6 separate regions of the Mus musculus genome follow, and regions 2, 3, 4, 5 and 6 are each linked to region 1. Evidence: chromatin contacts called from public Hi-C and HiChIP or PLAC-seq data. All regions are on one chromosome and are shown on one strand. Each heading gives the region's core, a stretch centred on a gene start, on an enhancer-like site or on the middle of the called end of the contact. The rest is flanking DNA. Distances are from core to core; before and after follow the strand shown. Region 1 holds the start of Sox11 (SRY (sex determining region Y)-box 11). Region 2 has its middle 6.9 kb from the start of Gm46326. Region 3 has its middle 19 kb from the start of 1700020D12Rik. Region 4 overlaps Gm46326 (a long non-coding RNA gene). Region 5 has its middle 100 kb from the start of 4933409F18Rik. Region 6 has its middle 68 kb from the start of 1700020D12Rik.

Region 1 (2,700 bases), core at 140-2,639:
ATAATACACGTGCTTGGATCGGTGCTTTTCTTTGGGGTGAATACGATAAGGGTGAAATACAGGGACCCCTCCCCCCTTTTTAAAAATAAAATGGCCTATGAAGACCTGGCACCATTCTATGTCCGGAGTGGGGATGTGTGGGAGATGAGAAGTGTAGTACCCTGTGCAGTACACCAACCTGAAAGGAAATATGTTTAGATAATTCCACTAGTCCCGGGCGGCCGATTTCTCGGGTGAGCAACTCCGGGTGGGGTGAGGGGCTGTAGATCTTAAGAACCAGCCCCCAGAACTGACAGTGGGTAGGTATGAGGAAAACAGGGTGAGCAGCCACGTTAAACAGAAAGCAGAAAGGCTTCGTTTCATTGTCCTCAGAAGAGCCATAGGTGGGTAAGAGACAACACAAAGAGAAGCGAGTTTCCAAGGAGCCCGGCAAAACCAGTAGGCAGGAGCCACCGCTCCAGCGGCAGCCTTAGCAGGCAAATAAGAAATATCTTCGCTTTAAACGAGAGTGCACTTCATTTTAGCTTTGGTTTGTACCGTTGGGTTAAAATAGCAAATGACCCAGAAGGTGCGTGCTGGGAGGCAGAGCTAGGGTTTCAGGACCGAGCTGCAGGGGAGGAGGGCGTAGGTGATGGACAGAGGAGGCGGGACGCGGGGAGTTGGGGAGGCCTATGGAGTAGAAAGTGGGGGAGGGGCGGCGATGCTGAGTCCCGGGCTGTTTCACCGATCCGGCCTGAATCCGTGAACTCCTTTCCGAACCGCTCCGGAGCCGCCCGGACACGGCGGTCTCCGAAGACCGTTACTCCAGCCGAACCGGCAGATGCGCGCGATCCAGGAGGGAAAACGAGAGGGGGAGAGACGGGACAAAACCCTGCGGGTGCGCGGGGAGGGGGGGAGGGAGGGCCCGGCGACCGGGCTCTAGAAAGAGGGAGAAAAAGAACCGGAGGATGAGCCCACGTGCACGGTGCCGCGCGGTGTCGAAGCGCCACCTTCTGCTGGATAGCGGCGCAGCGCGATCGCGCGCGGGTTTAGGGCGCGACGCGCCCAGGATGAGCAGGGGCACCCACTCGCGGTGCCCGGGTGGGTGCATCTGCACTGGGGTTCAGTCCATCGTCCCGCGCCCTTGAGTCCGCGCTGGCGTCTCTCGCTCCGTCCTGCATCCGCCCGGGGGACACGCGCAGCTGTGCGCACTCGCGGATTTCTTTTGAAAAAATAACATATTTCTAGACAACTCCCCCCGCCCCCCATCTTTGCAAACTGGCCAGGAGGCGGGGCTGGAGGTGGGGCCCGTGGTTAATAACGGGAGATAGGCGGAGTCGGGACCAGCCATTGGCTGGTGGGAGTAGTGATGTCACCCATATGACACCCTGATAACGAGTTGAGAGAGAGCCCTCAACTTTTTGCAGAAGAAGCGCGCGCGCCTGGGAGTGCTTGGGGTCCGGCGCTTGCGGCGGCTGCCAGGAGTGAGAGAGCGAGAAATCAAGCGAGTGAGAGAGAGAGCGCGGGTCCCGGGCCGCCGCCGCCTCCTCTCCGGTCGCCGCCGCAGCCGCCGACGCAGCAGGGAACGGGGCCGGGGGGGAGGGGGGCAGCCGCGGACGCGCGCGGCCAAGGACTTTGCAACTTGCCGGAGAAGGTGGAGGGGCGGGAGGGGGAGGGGCGCCCGCGCAGGAGACCGAGCGCCCAGCCCCGCCGCGGACCATGGTGCAGCAGGCCGAGAGCTCGGAAGCCGAGAGCAACCTGCCCCGGGACGCGCTGGACACCGAGGAGGGCGAGTTCATGGCGTGCAGCCCGGTGGCCCTGGACGAGAGCGACCCGGACTGGTGCAAGACGGCGTCGGGCCACATCAAACGGCCCATGAACGCCTTCATGGTGTGGTCCAAGATCGAGCGCAGGAAGATCATGGAGCAGTCGCCCGACATGCACAACGCCGAGATCTCCAAGAGGCTGGGCAAGCGCTGGAAGATGCTGAAGGACAGCGAGAAGATCCCGTTCATCAGGGAGGCGGAGCGCCTGCGCCTCAAGCACATGGCTGATTATCCCGACTACAAGTACCGGCCGCGCAAAAAGCCCAAGACGGACCCAGCGGCCAAGCCCAGCGCGGGCCAGAGCCCCGACAAGAGCGCGGCGGGCGCCAAGGCAGCCAAGGGCCCCGGCAAGAAGTGCGCCAAGCTCAAGGCGCCTGCGGGCAAGGCGGGCGCGGGCAAGGCGGCGCAGCCGGGGGACTGCGCCGCGGGCAAGGCAGCCAAGTGCGTCTTCCTGGACGACGACGATGAAGACGACGACGAAGATGACGAGCTGCAGCTACGGCCCAAGCCGGACGCTGACGACGACGACGACGAGCCCGCGCACTCGCACCTGCTGCCGCCGCCGACGCAGCAGCAACCCCCTCAGCTGCTGAGGCGCTACAGCGTGGCCAAGGTCCCCGCCAGCCCCACGCTCAGCAGTGCCGCCGAGTCCCCCGAGGGCGCGAGCCTGTACGACGAAGTGCGCGCGGGCGGCCGGCTCTACTACAGCTTCAAGAACATCACCAAGCAGCAGCCTCCGCCCGCGCCTCCCGCGCTGTCGCCCGCGTCCTCCCGCTGCGTGTCCACCTCCTCATCCAGCGGCAGCAGCAGCGGCAGCGGCGCCGAGGATGCAGACGACCTCATGTTCGACCTGAGCTTGAATTTCTCCCAGGGCGCGCACAGCGCCTGCGAGCAG
Region 2 (2,751 bases), core at 163-2,662, 700 kb before region 1:
CAGGAAGGTTTTAGCTTGTTTTTGAGGCTAGGTAGATTCCTGGAAACTCAGTAGGTCAATGTAGGCTGACCTTGTTCATGACAATCATTTAGAAATCAGGGTCTTCAGTCTTTAAAAAACTGTTTCTCATCTCTTTGGAGATTGTTTCTTTGTTTGTGATAGATAGAAACAAGACTGCTGAGGACTCACAGGAAAGGGAGAAGAACTGGCAGCAAGTTTCTTGTTACAGTTGTGTTAATCACCTTTGTAAGTGGAATTGCGAGTCAGATGAGTCTAACAAGTGGAAAGGGAGACCTATGAATGTGGCTGAGCCATGTAGTGAGTAGTGAGTGGTATCCAACTTTGGTAAGACTCTCACAAAGAAGCAAATCAAAGCATCACACACACGGTATCACTAAGACTCTTTCAACAGAGTTGACACACACAGTACCAGTCCCTGTGATAGAAAGTTACACTGAAATGCATCTCCTCCAGCACTGACCCATATTCAAGTGACATTAAATGGGTTATTTCTATTTTCTAACACAATGGCAGGCCAACAGCTACAGCACATGGCAATTTTCAGTTCTGTGGACTGGAGAAAATAGACGTGAGCAAGGAAATATAATCACCTAATTTGAACTTGGCCTGAGCAGTAGAATTCATTGACTAATGGTGGCTGGTGTGAACATGTGTGTGTGTATGAGTATATGTGTGTGCATGTGCCTGTGCATGTGTGTGTGTGTGCATGCGCGTGCATGAGAATTTGAGAGACTGTGTTTGTGTATATGCTTGTGTGTGTGTGATATGATGAGTAGGAACAGAGTAAGAAACAAAGTCAGATCTCTCCCTTTCTCCTCTCCCTCCATCTCCCCTCCCTCCTTCCCTCCCTCCCTCCCTCTCTCCCTCCCTCCTTCCCTCCCTATCTGCCTCTCTCTGCCTCTCTCTCTTTCTCTCTCCCTTAATCTTTCATCAAGTAAACAGGATTGGCATAATATTTTCTCTGTGCTTATTCTCTTATATCAAGGGTAAACCTCGCTGTAAACACGGCCAAGCCATGAGTTTGTCCAGTGCTCCTTGGCTTGTCTGACATTGCCCAGGCTTATCTCTGTTCAGCTTGCAAAATGTAAGATCAGAGATGAGGATAAGAGAATTGGTTTATTGACTAGGGCTGCAGAGGACACAAATCTGACTTCCTTGTCATTGACTGCTGAAGGGACCATGGGGTGAGGGCACAGAGCCCTCTAATGGTATATAAGGATATAAGGAAGCTGAGCCCAATAGTCCTGTTTGGGGTTGAGCTGTGTCAAATTGCCAACTGGAGGTCTCCATTAAAACATGCATAAAAATGATACAGCACAGTTAAACGTTCCTGAAGGACACTTTAGGCATAGTTTTAAATATTACGTGACATTAACTGAGGAATGGCAGCAATCCACATTTATTACACAATTAATGTTTGCAATGTCTCAGAGCTTTGCTGAGGTCATGGTAATTTTCCAACTTGCTGTTTTGTTCCTTGTAACTCTGGTTTAACATCTACTACGCACTTAGGTGTCTCAAACATGAACTCATGCCTGTATGTAAACGATTTCTTTAAAGAAGATATGTGAAGAAGCACTCAACTACTCTTGAAAAAGGAGAAGTTTGGGTTACTATCCTCTTTCGTTTTCATGCTGGGGACTGCTTAGGTGCCTTACTCGGGCTTTCTGCCACTGACCTATAACTCTGATGGCTTAGCTCTAATATTTACACATGACACAGTCATTTACACTTTGCCTCAGTGTTGAATATTTTAGACATGCCTGTTTCAAAGTGTAGAAATCTCAGAGCAGAGCTTTATCCTTGTTTGGCTTCTCCAACTATACAACAGAAAGAAAAGTTTAGATCAATTAAGTAGTTACAGTACACTAAGATGCTGTTAAGAGTGACTGATGTGTCTATGGAAATATTTGTTAACAACTGGTGGAAATTGCTTGAGGATGCTCCTATCCAAGTGCAACATCACATGAGCATGCATTTAATTTGTGTACACAAGGGTGTGTCACACAGAGCAGACACTGAGAGGAACTGACACATTTCAGAGTTCTCCTTTCATCTATTTATGAACAATACCAAATCTTCAAATATAGCTTTTGTGAATACAACATTATATGAGTGATCATGTATTCCAAAGAGAATTTAAATTAGAGCTTCTACTCCACTCCCAGTGCAGTAGAAACTATAGCTCTAGTATTCTCTCTTAAATGTGCACCGTAGATATGGACATCACTCAAATGGCTGCTGCCTTCAGACAACCCCATGTCCACAGCAAATAAAGGGGGAAAGAGTCTGAAGAATCAGTACCATTTCCTTACTGATCACATTTTACAACTTTTTCTTGAGCTCAATGACATGACATCAACAAAAATTGAAATTACAAAGTAATAATAAGAATTTGGAAAATTATACAAAATAAATGATCCTAGAGATCAGAAAAGGATGTCAGATCCCCCGGCACTGGAGTTAAGGATGGTTGTGGACCACCGTGTGAGTGCTGTTAATGGAACCTGGGTCCCCTGGAAGGCCATCGATTATTCTTAAGTGCTGAGCTATTCCTTCGTCCCTTGCTTTAACTTTTTATCTTTTTAAGAGATGAAATGGCACTAGCAACTGCTCTCATGGCTGAAAGCCAATGCTGGACTGAAATCCCATAAGTCAGTTCTGAACGTCATGAACCTTTGTCATTCAGGGTTCCAAAGGAGCTTGATTTTCAAACATAACACAAGGGTA
Region 3 (2,700 bases), core at 108-2,607, 710 kb after region 1:
GCATGTTCCTGTAATTGTCCTTATTGTCAGTTGTCATCGATCCATTGCTGCCCTTGGGAAAGCATCATGCAATATGTACTGCAGTGGGATCTATATTCCCAGGCATTCACTCAAGTCTTAGACTATCTTGGAGATGAGGAGGGACAACTAAGCCACTGCATCCTTTTGGAGAATAAAGAAAACATGTTTACTACTCATCTTAAAGGGCACAAAACTTTTGAAAGTACTTGTACTACTTGAACATGCAATATTACTCAGCATACTCAGACTGCTAGCAGAACACTTGCCTGAAAATGATAGCCAGTCAAACAGCAATGCTTTGGGGGATTAACAGAAGGTATTTCATGTACCCTGAGTCTGTTGCACAGACAACAAAGGCCATATTCTTAAAGATTTATTTATTTATTTTATGTAAGTACATCGTAGCTGTCTTCAGACACTCCAGAAGAGGAAGTCAGATCTCACTCAGGATGGTTGTGAGCCACCATGTGGTTGCTGGGATTTGAACTCAGGACCTTCTGAAGAACAGTCGGTGCTCTTAACCACTGAGCCATCTCTCCAGCCCGAAAAGGCCATATTCTTGAATGTGCAGCTGTCACCTGAGGTTTGGTTTGATCCAGGCAAGGACTGCCTACATTATCCTCCATTCAAAGCCCATTGTGATTTCCCATAATTATTTGGCATATGTATCATGAACCTCTAGGATTTTCAGCACCTGGGAAGCTTCTGGCCACCAGACCTAGGGGAATAATTACTTGTAGACACAAAAGTTAGCCAAAAGGCTCTTTCACTTACAAGACAAACCCTTTACAGATGCATAAATGCCCAAGCCTAGAGAAACAGCTGGCTATCACAATAGGGCACTGGTATGTCACCCTCTACCACAGAACTCCCAACATCATTATGTAGGGAAGCAAGAACACAGATTGCACAGATGTGACATAGTACATGCAAACATTCACAGAAAGGGGAGATTGGAAATAGGTATCCAGAGTGTTTACCTGTGGGTTAATTGGGGAAAATCAAAGTTACATTCTATGGCAGTTTGTTGGGAGCCCAAGGCAACCATGTCTACCTTTAGCAAAGAGAGGTCAGCACACACCACTAAAACGAATTGATAACTCTATTAACCACCACAATTAACAGTTTTGAATGGGGCTAGAAATCTATATTTTATCCCCAATTATTTTGTTGCTGTTTCCATTAGAGTTTTAAGGATCAATGTGGGAACAACCCAATATTGCTTTGGGTAACAGAAATTTTATTAATCCTATTCTCAGACTGGCAAAGCCAGGTCTGCCCTGTAACAAAATCCTCCAGCATGCATGGGGTTAAGAGGCAGCATCCAGCTCCACCCCCACACAGTGTGTTCATCTCACTGGCAAGGCAGCCTCAACCAATCTTTGAACACAAAAGCACAGCATGGAAGGGGGGCTGCCTGCCTCATGGTTTTCCTATGATTTCCTACATAAAAATGAGAGGAAAAACAAAATGCTAGGCTCCCCTACCCAGTCTTAGTAAGGATCCTTATTAGACGGATTGGTCACTGCTAGTGTCCTGAGTGAGATTCTATTTACTGGGTGCACAAAAGCAGACAAAGCCACAAATGAGCGGCTCTGTCACTCTTGCTCATAGGAGAGTGTACAATTCATGCAGGAGGCTCCTCCGCTTCTGGTCGCAATGTTTGTCAGGAGGCCTAAAATCCATATGTCATGGTTATCGGTTTACCAGGGAACAGGGCAGAGTATGTTAGGTACTGGTAGTGGCTTGGGTAGCAGATGGTGGTCTGCTCCCCTGACACACACACACACACACACACACACACACACACACACACTCACTATCCTACTTTTTTTTACTACCCCCTTTTTTCTCTAGTCCCTGGTTAGTTTTCAGTGGTCCTGAACCAGCAGGCTCTGGATTGCACATGTGATGTGACTTTCCCTGGGCCCCTTCTATTTTTAGCCACATGAAAGAAACCTAGAATCTGTAAGAAAGCTATCTCACCTTCAAGTTTCCCTAGAAAGAATTTAAATTTCTATTCAAAACAGAGCTTGTTATAATTGGGATAGGGATGCTCTTCCCTCAGGCACTATGAGTCAATTAATTGGTTTTTTTTGAAGTGTTAATGGGGAAAATTTTTTTGACCTTTTCCAGAGTTTTTCCATGGAAGCTATTCATGAAAATTGCTAAGCTATTAAGCAACCAATTTTGGAGGCCACAAAGCTCCATGAGCTGTGTAGGCTTGGTGTGGGGGTGGGAATAAACATACAGCATGGGTGACTTCTTTGGTCATATCAAGAAAAGTACCCGCTTGATTAAAAAAAAATCTCCTTTTATACAGAGGCGTAAGTGTGATGGATGGATAGATAATTTAAGAGAGAGAGAGACAGAAAGGAAGCAGTGAAATTGATTCTGCAAAGTCTGAACTACACCAAAGCAGCCCTTGTGGCCTTGGGTGCAGTCAGATCTTCCTAGGCATTGCCTATTCCATGTAATAAATTAAAGCAACAAGGGAAGAAAAGTATAGAGAAACCACTCACGAGAAGCAAGCTCCGGAACAGAGTTCCAGTGCATAGACGCCATCTAAAGATTCTTTCAGAGCCCTGAAGATCTCCAGTAAGCTTAATGGTAAACTGATCTTGGTGGGTGAATTCATGTCAGCAAATGCAATCGGTTTAAATTTTAGCATCTTCTACT
Region 4 (2,700 bases), core at 140-2,639, 710 kb before region 1:
ATCTATCTATCTATCTATCTATCTATCTATCTATCTTCATCATAATCATCATCACTGTATCATCCTTTTATCTATCATCTATATCTACTTCTATTTAAAATATATGTATCTTACAAAGTTCTATTTAAACTGCTAGGGTAGAAAAAAATTCAATGACCTTATGTAGCTGTGAACTCTGGGAACTACAGTAATGACTACTCTGATGAAATATGGCTACTGGTACAGCAATGTCATGAATGTTGTAGGAGCATCCAGATACTTTATGATTGAATTTAAAGCCCTCTTCACATGACTGAATTCATAGCTGGGATTGTTACCTGGGCCAAAACCCCGTGTTTCTCTAGTTATAGGCCCTAAGAAAGAACTGAGTATTATTATCCTGATAGCTGGGTATAAAAACCAACTGCCTTCTGTAGCAATTCACTACCCATAGGTTATTCATCTCTCTCCCCTTGTCAGAGAAGTTTTTTTTTTAATACCAGATGATGATTAATACAAAACTGGTCGATATGCAGAGAACAGGCCTTCCTTTATAATATATGTGAAAAAGAATCAGAAGTGATTACTGCAGTGCTGCATATTTGACACATAGCCACTAAGCTGAAGAACAGGTAATTGGTTTCCTAAGATTTCCCAGAAGACCAATAATTATGGAACCAGAAATGAGCTCTGAGTCTACTTTCTCTTAGAGAGGTTATCATCTATCTGTTAATAACAGTTTTATTTATGTTGCAAAATATTGGGTAGAATAATAATACATACATGCCATATAATAATATGATAGTAAATAATATTATTAGTTGTGTTGCTAAATGTTGAGCAGAATAATAACAATATCTTTTTATATCTTCAGATCTTCAAGAAATGTGTTTGCCTGAGTTATGGCATGAAGACTTTGAGGTTTCTAAAGGAAGTGGAGCAGGGACAGGGTTCCAGCACACCTCCTTTCACACATACTGCAAGCACTGTAGTGGGAACTTCCAGCAAAACCCAGGCCCTATTCTCTATCAAAGAGACATTTTTGTTCTACTTTTTAAATTTTTATTATTTAAAAAAATTTTTTGTTCTATTTTTAATTTCCTGAAAATACTCTCTCTCTTACATATAGCCTGATGACTTTAAGCAATTAGAGGGTGTTGACAGGCCGCCATACAGTTTCTTTCTTCCTACATCTGTAGACTTTGGCCTGTTTTTTTTTTTTAAATCGAAATTCTTAATCTATTTTAATAATAAAAAGATAACCACACTTGATACCAAGCAGTTTGGCAGAGTACTTTGTGGTAAGAAGTCAGCAGTAGCCACACACAGTGGGCACCTCATCAGATCGCATGGTCCTCTCCTTGCTTCATAACAGGATCAGAAACAAATGCCATCTCACTACCAGCAGGGACTGCACTTCCACTCACCATTCATTTGTGTTTTATTTGATTTTGATTTTGAGGGTTTTTTCTTTTCTTTCTTTCTTTTTTTTGGGGGGGGGAGAATTTCATGCAATGTATTTTAATCTTCTAAAAAAGTAGTTCCATTTGGGATGGGAGCTTTTCCTTCTTCACAGACAGACCCAGAGCAGCAGCAACTCCATTCCTGTTCTAAATCTTCTCTGTCAGGGGCCTGTCATCTCTGATCCACTGACTCAGCCATAAAATTCATTGCACATCAGTTGCTCAAGCACTGCTGGTTAAAATTTATTTTTACATTTGATATCAACTTGAAATGCAAGTAAAATGAGAGGTGGAAGGGAGGGAGGAAGGGAGGAAAGGAGAGAGAGAGAGAGGAGAGAGAGAATCATGAATCATGTCTTCCAAATGACAGCTCTCTGGATGGAATCTGAAGCCTGAAGCAAGAGGAAATTTTCATTAACAGTCAGATTACATGTCATTTTGATTCACACTCCCTAAGCAAGCTAATTTGGGCTGCAGCCAACCCTCTCCAGCATGATGACAACACAGCAGGCTTCACTGACTCCCTTCCATTGCTAATGAGTCCTTGAGTGACAGCTATGGTCTCAGAGCTCCCTGTGACACCTCACCCTGCAGTGTCAGAGCAGCTGCGGTCCCCTCCCTGCTGAGTGGTGGTGTTGAGGACAGGCTGTGAGGGTAAGATCACCCGGGCCACCTTCACTCCATCTGTGCGCATACCTGTCTGTACACACACCTGTGCCCAGGCTCACCTCTCAGTGATGCTCGGCACAGCATTGCCATGACAAAATGAACTGTGCTGATAGCTGGGCTCCTCTGAACACGTCTGCCTTTTACACCAGGGGATTAGTCCTTCTCTTCAGTATGTGTTCACCTGAGTTATGGCTTTGCTGAGTTACAAGCCACTTCATTTTTCATGCATGAAGACAGCCATTAAATTTTTTTTTAAATCTCTAAATTTCACTCAGTCTGATTTTTAAAAATCTCTGCTCTGTAGATCTTTGCCCTGAAATCTAAATATTGGTTTACCTCTGTGTTTGTTTCCAGCACCAGTTAATCAGACCACTTTCATTCCAAAGTTCCTTTGGTTGACTGCTGGTCTGAGCTGTGAGTGGAATCCTGGAGAGTAAAAATCCTCAAGCATTTGATTTGCTACCTCTTGCTGAGAATTACAAGGTGAAGTTCAGAAAACATGCTCACCTCTTGTCATCTTCTTGCTCTCTGAAGAATAAACTCAATCCCTAAGCAAGTGGAAGGAGTGGTGGTAGTGGTGGTGGTGGTG
Region 5 (2,773 bases), core at 75-2,574, 610 kb after region 1:
CTAAAGCAAGGCTTGTACTAGGCTCTTGGGTCATTAGTTCAATCCCTCTATCCCTGTTCTGCCTAAGAAAGGGTTTCTCATGCCCCAGGTGAGGGCAATCCTTATCACCTCTTTACCCCAAGGCCACCAGGGGAATGTGGCCCCCATAGAGGCCTTACCTGAAAGGGTCATGGTTCTTCTCTAGTGCATTTGTTTTTTCCTGTTTAACAAGTTGACAGGAGCGATTACTCAAAGACCAGCAGCCAGCTCTCCAGGTCATCCAACACAAACAAAGCATCAGCACCCTGTCAGGGCCTCCACAGTGTCTGTACCACTTAAACACTTCCCTGCATCTATAGGAACCCATGGGATTCAGGGCTCTCCAACCCCACACTTACCAGCACACAGTTACTTGCTGTGGTTTTATCTTAAAAGGTAGCATGAAGCAGGTCTTTGCTTCAGAAGTGGGGTGTCAAAAATATCGAGGGAAGCATGGAATACCAAAAGGCCTATGCCCTGTCCTCTATTTGCTTTCTGCCTTAGTATAATAAATGATCCTCCCCAAACCATGGAGTCTCCCAGAGAGACTTATCCACAGTGACGATACCCAAGCTCCAAAGCTTTAGGTAGTTAGGAAAAGGAAGTTATATTGCAGTCCCAGCCAAGAACATTCTGGAACTGATCATTGGCTTACATCACAGCCCCCCTTCACCCCCCCAGGAGAGCATTGGCCGAATCAGAAAGCCATTTTAACCTTTAATTATTTATTATACACCTTTCTTCAAAACCTGGTGTGGGACTCTTAACAGTATGTAACATGAGACAAAAAGGACACAGGGCTTGTGTGGCCACTTGATTCAAGAGCGTCTCTGAAGGGACATGTGTACCTTGTTATTTGTGACCAGAATGTGAGAGCCTGCCTTGATCAGCTCTCTCAGGCTCCTACCCTCCTGTGTTCTTGCCCTCTGTTCCTGTGAAACTCCAGCCCAAGTCCCTAGCCCCTGTCCGTGGGACACAGCATTCTGTCTTCTCAGCTGCCACCATATGCTCAGGTTGTCACATGGTTTACAGATTAGGGGGAGTCACTCTTGACTAACATATGACAAGAGGCAGTTGTCATTAGCACACTAAACTCTGTGGACCCAAACCTGCTCTATCCCCAGTGAGCACGTAGCCAAGCCTGATCCCCGATTCTGATTAATGGGATTGGCAATTAAGAGAACAGCGGACGATGGAACAACTGCCTCACCCTTCAAAGCAATTTTGCCTTTGCTCTGAGGTAATGAAGAGTAAACAGAAGGCTGTGATAAACTCAAACAGACAAGAGTCACATGCCCTCCCCCATCAGCACCATTTTTCATTGCTGCAATTCTGAGACCTCGAACCACCAGAGGAGCCCAGTGTCTGCTGGGTGCAAGCACTGATTAATAATTCTGCACTTTAGACTCCATAAGACATGTTCTTTGCATTTCTCCAGGTGTCAGGAGAAAAATTAAACAACAGTTTAAAAGGCATTAAGTGGATATTTCCACTAGCATGCTCTGTCCTGTCCACCTTGGGTGTCCTTTGGATTGGCAGGTGTCAAGATAAAGGCAGCAGATGACATGGCTTACATTTCAAAACCTGTCTTTCAATCATCTTGGTATGTTAAATTATTTCATTGAATTAGTGCCTCAGACTCTGGTGAAGGAAAAAAAATTAAATGTTCACCAGGACCAGTAGTCAGGTGGGTGTGCTGTGCCTTTAATTTCTCATTCACTCGGGGGTCAGCAGAGTAAATTTCATCTGTCTCAGTTAAAGTCAGACACCTCCCCCTTGTGGTTCAGTGCAACCCATTCAATCCTCTTATAACCTTTGTTCAGGTGTTCTGACTGCTGCTACAGGCAGGATGCTTGCCAGAGCACTCAATGATTCTGGTCTGATTATCTAAATAGTGATCTGGTCCTCCACTAACAGATGGCCTTGAGCCTGATTAAAAAAAAAGTAGCTAAGAATATAAAGAGACCTATACTTTAGGCATATAGTTAATTTGTCCCAGAAATGTTAGTTTCCTAAATGAAGTATTTTATATGCTTAGCTACATGCTATGAGTTGTTTTGTCAACAACATGCTATTTGAATGACTGAAAACTATGTATCTGTTCTACACATTAAAAACTTGTATCAAGAATATATAAAGAGTATCTACAAACAAACATTTACAGAGCTCTGCCCTGACCCTTCTGCAACTCATTCCCTAGGCCACAGCTTGTCTGGTAGCCCTGAAGGCCTGCTGCCACCTGGGACAACAAGAAGCCTGAGGCCATTAGGGACTACTAGTTCTGCCTGCAGCCCTGGAAGCCTGCTGCCAGCCAAGACAGTCAGTTCTACATGCAATCCTGCCATCAGGGACTATAAGGTCTGCCTGCATCCCCAGATACCTCTTGCAGCCAGGGACCACCAGGCCTGCCAACACCAAGGACAGCCACAGAGCTAAAGGCCAGTATAAGGACACAATCAATAAAAGCCACGGCAATATTGGAGCACTAGAACCCATTCTAATACAGCAAGCCCTGGATATCCTAACACACCTGAAGCAAAAGAAAATGACCTAAAATTTAATCTTCTGAAGATGACAGAAGCTTTTAAAGAGACACTAGTAAATCCTTTAAAGAAATATAGAAAAATACAATCAAGCAGCTAGTGGTCTTCAAAGAGGAAAGAAAGAAATGTAAGGAAATATAGGAAAGTACAACCAAATAGGTGAAGGATATGAATAAAAATGTTCAAGACCTGAAAATGGAAATAGAAACAAT
Region 6 (2,700 bases), core at 175-2,674, 660 kb after region 1:
CAGGCAGCTTGCTTTGTTTACAGAAATATCAATATTTATTCAAAACCATCTGACAAATCTAATAAAGACTCTTTTTTTTAGGTGATTTACCCTCCCTTTCCAATGACTTTTGCTGTATGTGATGGTATTTGGCCAAAAAAAAAAAGTATTACTTGGAATTAGCACTTATTATATATCAATCAAACACTGAGCTATATTTAAACATGAGTCACTCGTGCCTGGATCAATTAGAGATAAAATGTTTTAAATGGATGCATTATCATATCTCAGAAGACCAGACATCCTCACAGGCATTCCTGACCCAAGTAATGATCTCCTATAAATCCACAGAAGGGAGGAAGCCAACTGGAGATCTCAGAGCTGACGTGAGAACCAAAGAAAGATGATTATCCATTCAACACTGTGGGCTACGGAGACGCATAGGTGTGATGGAGGGTGAGAGGCTGTAAAACTGGGGCTGTCCTGTTCCTCAGTGTGACAGTGAGGACCATGGAGACCCATGGGTTTGACTAAACATGAGAGGCTGCAGACTTGGTCCTGTAATGACCCTCAAGGTGATATCTAAAGTCCCAGAGCACTACCATAGCACTTGAGAAAGGCATTTCTTTGCAGATCCATTTGTATAAACCCGGAGATACTTCTAATGAAAAATATAGAAAATCAGTGGAGCATGTGTTTATGTGCCTGCATACACGTACAGCTCATGTGTGGTCAGAGGGAAAGCTCAGGTGTCAGTCATCAGGCACATTAACATTTTGTTGTTGTTGGGGACAGGTTCTTCCTTTAGCCTGGAACTTTTGTCGGAGTACTGACTGCGTGGCCATCAGCTTCCAGGAATTCACCTGTCTCTGCCTCCTGTCTGTCAATGCTGGGATTTCTATTGACTGCCAATGCCCCTGGACTTGCATGTAGATTCTAGAGACTCGAATACCAGTGTTCGTATTTACTAGACAAGCACTTTAGTGGCTGAGTAACACCCTGAGCCAAAGAAACACTTCTTTATTTGAACCCTCACCCACCCATAAACATACACCACACTCAGTGATAAGGTTCTCTCTTTCTGACCCCAGGGGCACTATGATAAGCAACCCCTCTCCCGGGGGCTTGGCTACACCAACTTTCCTTTTGAGTACTATGAGACTTTGACAGCAAGTCACTTAACTCTGTCCAGCAGCAGCTGGGTGGGTTTTGCATAATTAATTATTTATATCAAGGCAGACACAGTAATTAACATCCAGATGAATATGATATTCTGATCAGAAACACTTTGCATTTCAGCCATCCCTCAAGCAAGTAACTGTCAAAACTGGACTGTTTGACAGAGTGGGGCCTGCCAAGCCCCTCACAGACATCTGCTCTGTAACAAAAAGAACAGATTCCCTGAGCAGCGTGTACACACTGATTTCAGTAGGCAAGGAATAGCTCTGATTGCCTTCTCAAAAAAAAAGCTGGTCGATTCTGTCTGCTCCAAGCACATCTCCCAGCGTCTCCCAGAAGGACTGAATTTTAAATGGAAAAATCTATGTTGCTGTGAATGCCAGCCCCGCAAGTGTAGTCAGATGCAAGACCCTGCTCGGTTACTCTTCAGATGTGTGAAAGGACGTGTCAGGAAATTACTTTTCACCCTACCACTGCTAGAGAGCCAATCGTGTATGACAATCATTCTTAACAGCCAAGCAGTTACTCGACACCACATTTTCCTACCATTTGTATTGGAAATGGAAACTCATCAAGCATAGGGTTTTCTGGAAATGGTGGAGAACCACCCCCTACGAACAGCTTCATCATGCTCTGCATCTTAATGCATGGCCTCCAACACAGGGACAATGGCAGCAGGGCTGCTTCCTAGACACAGTTGGATGGAATCCTCTACAGCCATTTTTCAATTCAAAGCAGAGTGGCTATTGCCAAGAAATATAATTACTGCTCTGGACCTGTGATTTTGACCAAGATGGGTTAGGTTATTTATAATCCAATTAATCATTTTGATGTCAGTCAGCAAATACGGATGAAGAATCAAAGGGTACAAATGTCTGTCCTGACACTGCTCTTCAGGACCGATATCACTAAAGTGGATCTCTCCACCTACAGTTTCTCATCCACGAAAAGATAAATAAATAATAAAAACACATAATAAAATAAACATAAAAATAAACAAGGACCAGTTAGTTAATGTTTCTAAAACCTTCATGAAATGCCTGTTATATTAATCAACAACGAAGAGAAAGAGGCCAGACTGCCTAAAGGACACATTTTGTTTTGTGGAGAAACTAAAACTTTTTTCTCTGGTTTTTGAGCCACTTCTAGTTCTTAGGTATAGCTGATAAAAATACAGTATACTCAACTAATTTGAAATTTTGTGTTAATAAGTTTTAACATACTACTACATATTATATAGGAATTATATATAAACATAAGGTCCACCCAACAATGAAGTGTTTGGATATAATTTATTTCTTACTTCTCTGGAATTTAGAATTGCTTGTCTGTATTCAACTTGTCATTTATCATGGAGGGCTTGAAAAAAATGCCATGTGACAATGCATGAGACAGTTCTAGGATTCCCTTTCCTTGGTAGAATGAACAGGCATCATGTCCTTACATAAACACATACTTAGCAATACCCCAGTTCACATGTTTTACACAATGCCTTCCTCTACTTATGTAGTTCTAGCTGGAGATCAAGATGGCATTATGGGA

Evidence for each region. A called contact is a pair of places that touch in the nucleus more often than the background predicts. HiChIP or PLAC-seq counts read pairs in DNA pulled down with a chosen protein or histone mark.
Region 2: a contact with region 1 is called in a Hi-C map of the N1E-115 cell line, with 10 times the contacts expected there. The contact joins the enhancer-like site here to the promoter of Sox11 in region 1. A contact is called at or near these places in 4 of 39 promoter capture datasets (the 3T3-L1 cell line, hippocampal neurons, maxillary cranial neural crest and 1 more), 1 of 484 Hi-C or Micro-C datasets (the N1E-115 cell line) and 7 of 115 datasets of contacts at active chromatin or transcription factors (craniofacial prominence, embryonic forebrain, embryonic hindbrain and 4 more).
Region 3: an H3K4me3 HiChIP or PLAC-seq map of neural tube shows a contact between it and region 1, with 10 times the contacts expected there. The contact joins the enhancer-like site here to the promoter of Sox11 in region 1. A contact is called at or near these places in 6 of 39 promoter capture datasets (cranial neural crest, frontonasal cranial neural crest, hippocampal neurons and 3 more), 6 of 484 Hi-C or Micro-C datasets (cerebellum, cerebral cortex, cortical neurons and 3 more) and 13 of 115 datasets of contacts at active chromatin or transcription factors (astrocytes, craniofacial prominence, differentiating embryonic stem cells and 9 more).
Region 4: a contact with region 1 is called in a Hi-C map of the N1E-115 cell line, with 8 times the contacts expected there. The contact joins the enhancer-like site here to the promoter of Sox11 in region 1. A contact is called at or near these places in 2 of 39 promoter capture datasets (hippocampal neurons and second pharyngeal arch cranial neural crest), 7 of 484 Hi-C or Micro-C datasets (the N1E-115 cell line, cerebellar granule neurons, cerebellum and 3 more) and 13 of 115 datasets of contacts at active chromatin or transcription factors (astrocytes, cardiomyocytes, craniofacial prominence and 10 more).
Region 5: a contact with region 1 is called in a Hi-C map of cerebellum, with 3 times the contacts expected there. The contact joins the enhancer-like site here to the promoter of Sox11 in region 1. A contact is called at or near these places in 9 of 39 promoter capture datasets (the 3T3-L1 cell line, cranial neural crest, embryonic stem cells and 6 more), 16 of 484 Hi-C or Micro-C datasets (the N1E-115 cell line, cerebellar granule neurons, cerebellum and 11 more) and 19 of 115 datasets of contacts at active chromatin or transcription factors (astrocytes, cardiomyocytes, craniofacial prominence and 14 more).
Region 6: a Hi-C map of cortical neurons shows a contact between it and region 1, with 2.3 times the contacts expected there. The contact joins the enhancer-like site here to the promoter of Sox11 in region 1. A contact is called at or near these places in 4 of 39 promoter capture datasets (the C10 cell line, hippocampal neurons and liver), 2 of 484 Hi-C or Micro-C datasets (cortical neurons and myocytes) and 11 of 115 datasets of contacts at active chromatin or transcription factors (astrocytes, craniofacial prominence, embryonic basal ganglia and 8 more).

Annotation. Positions count from the first base shown.
Region 1 is chr12:27,341,407-27,344,106 of GRCm38.p6, reverse strand. It overlaps Sox11 (SRY (sex determining region Y)-box 11), which reads left to right and starts at 1,389. Exons shown (of 1, transcript NM_009234.6): 1 at 1,389-2,700. The coding sequence starts at 1,699.
Region 2 is chr12:28,037,057-28,039,807 of GRCm38.p6, reverse strand. No RefSeq gene overlaps it. Among named protein-coding and RNA genes, the nearest start is that of Gm46326, 6.9 kb to the left of the region's middle. Within about 2 kb of position 1,412, at least 8 of the 459 cell types and tissues checked have an H3K27ac peak or open chromatin away from gene starts, as enhancers often do. A contact at or near this core is called in the N1E-115 cell line, where this site is marked.
Region 3 is chr12:26,630,683-26,633,382 of GRCm38.p6, reverse strand. No RefSeq gene overlaps it. Among named protein-coding and RNA genes, the nearest start is that of 1700020D12Rik, 19 kb to the right of the region's middle. Within about 2 kb of position 1,357, at least 51 of the 459 cell types and tissues checked have an H3K27ac peak or open chromatin away from gene starts, as enhancers often do. A contact at or near this core is called in cerebellum, cortical neurons, craniofacial prominence and 4 more, where this site is marked.
Region 4 is chr12:28,055,005-28,057,704 of GRCm38.p6, reverse strand. It overlaps Gm46326 (a long non-coding RNA gene), which reads right to left. Exons shown (of 3, transcript XR_003950132.1): 3 at 1,665-2,700. Among named protein-coding and RNA genes, the nearest start is that of Gm46326, 11 kb to the right of the region's middle. Within about 2 kb of position 1,389, at least 2 of the 459 cell types and tissues checked have an H3K27ac peak or open chromatin away from gene starts, as enhancers often do. A contact at or near this core is called in the N1E-115 cell line, where this site is marked.
Region 5 is chr12:26,732,987-26,735,759 of GRCm38.p6, reverse strand. No RefSeq gene overlaps it. Among named protein-coding and RNA genes, the nearest start is that of 4933409F18Rik, 100 kb to the left of the region's middle. Within about 2 kb of position 1,324, at least 8 of the 459 cell types and tissues checked have an H3K27ac peak or open chromatin away from gene starts, as enhancers often do. A contact at or near this core is called in cerebellum and stem cell-derived motor neurons, where this site is marked.
Region 6 is chr12:26,679,170-26,681,869 of GRCm38.p6, reverse strand. No RefSeq gene overlaps it. Among named protein-coding and RNA genes, the nearest start is that of 1700020D12Rik, 68 kb to the right of the region's middle. Within about 2 kb of position 1,424, at least 17 of the 459 cell types and tissues checked have an H3K27ac peak or open chromatin away from gene starts, as enhancers often do. A contact at or near this core is called in cortical neurons, where this site is marked.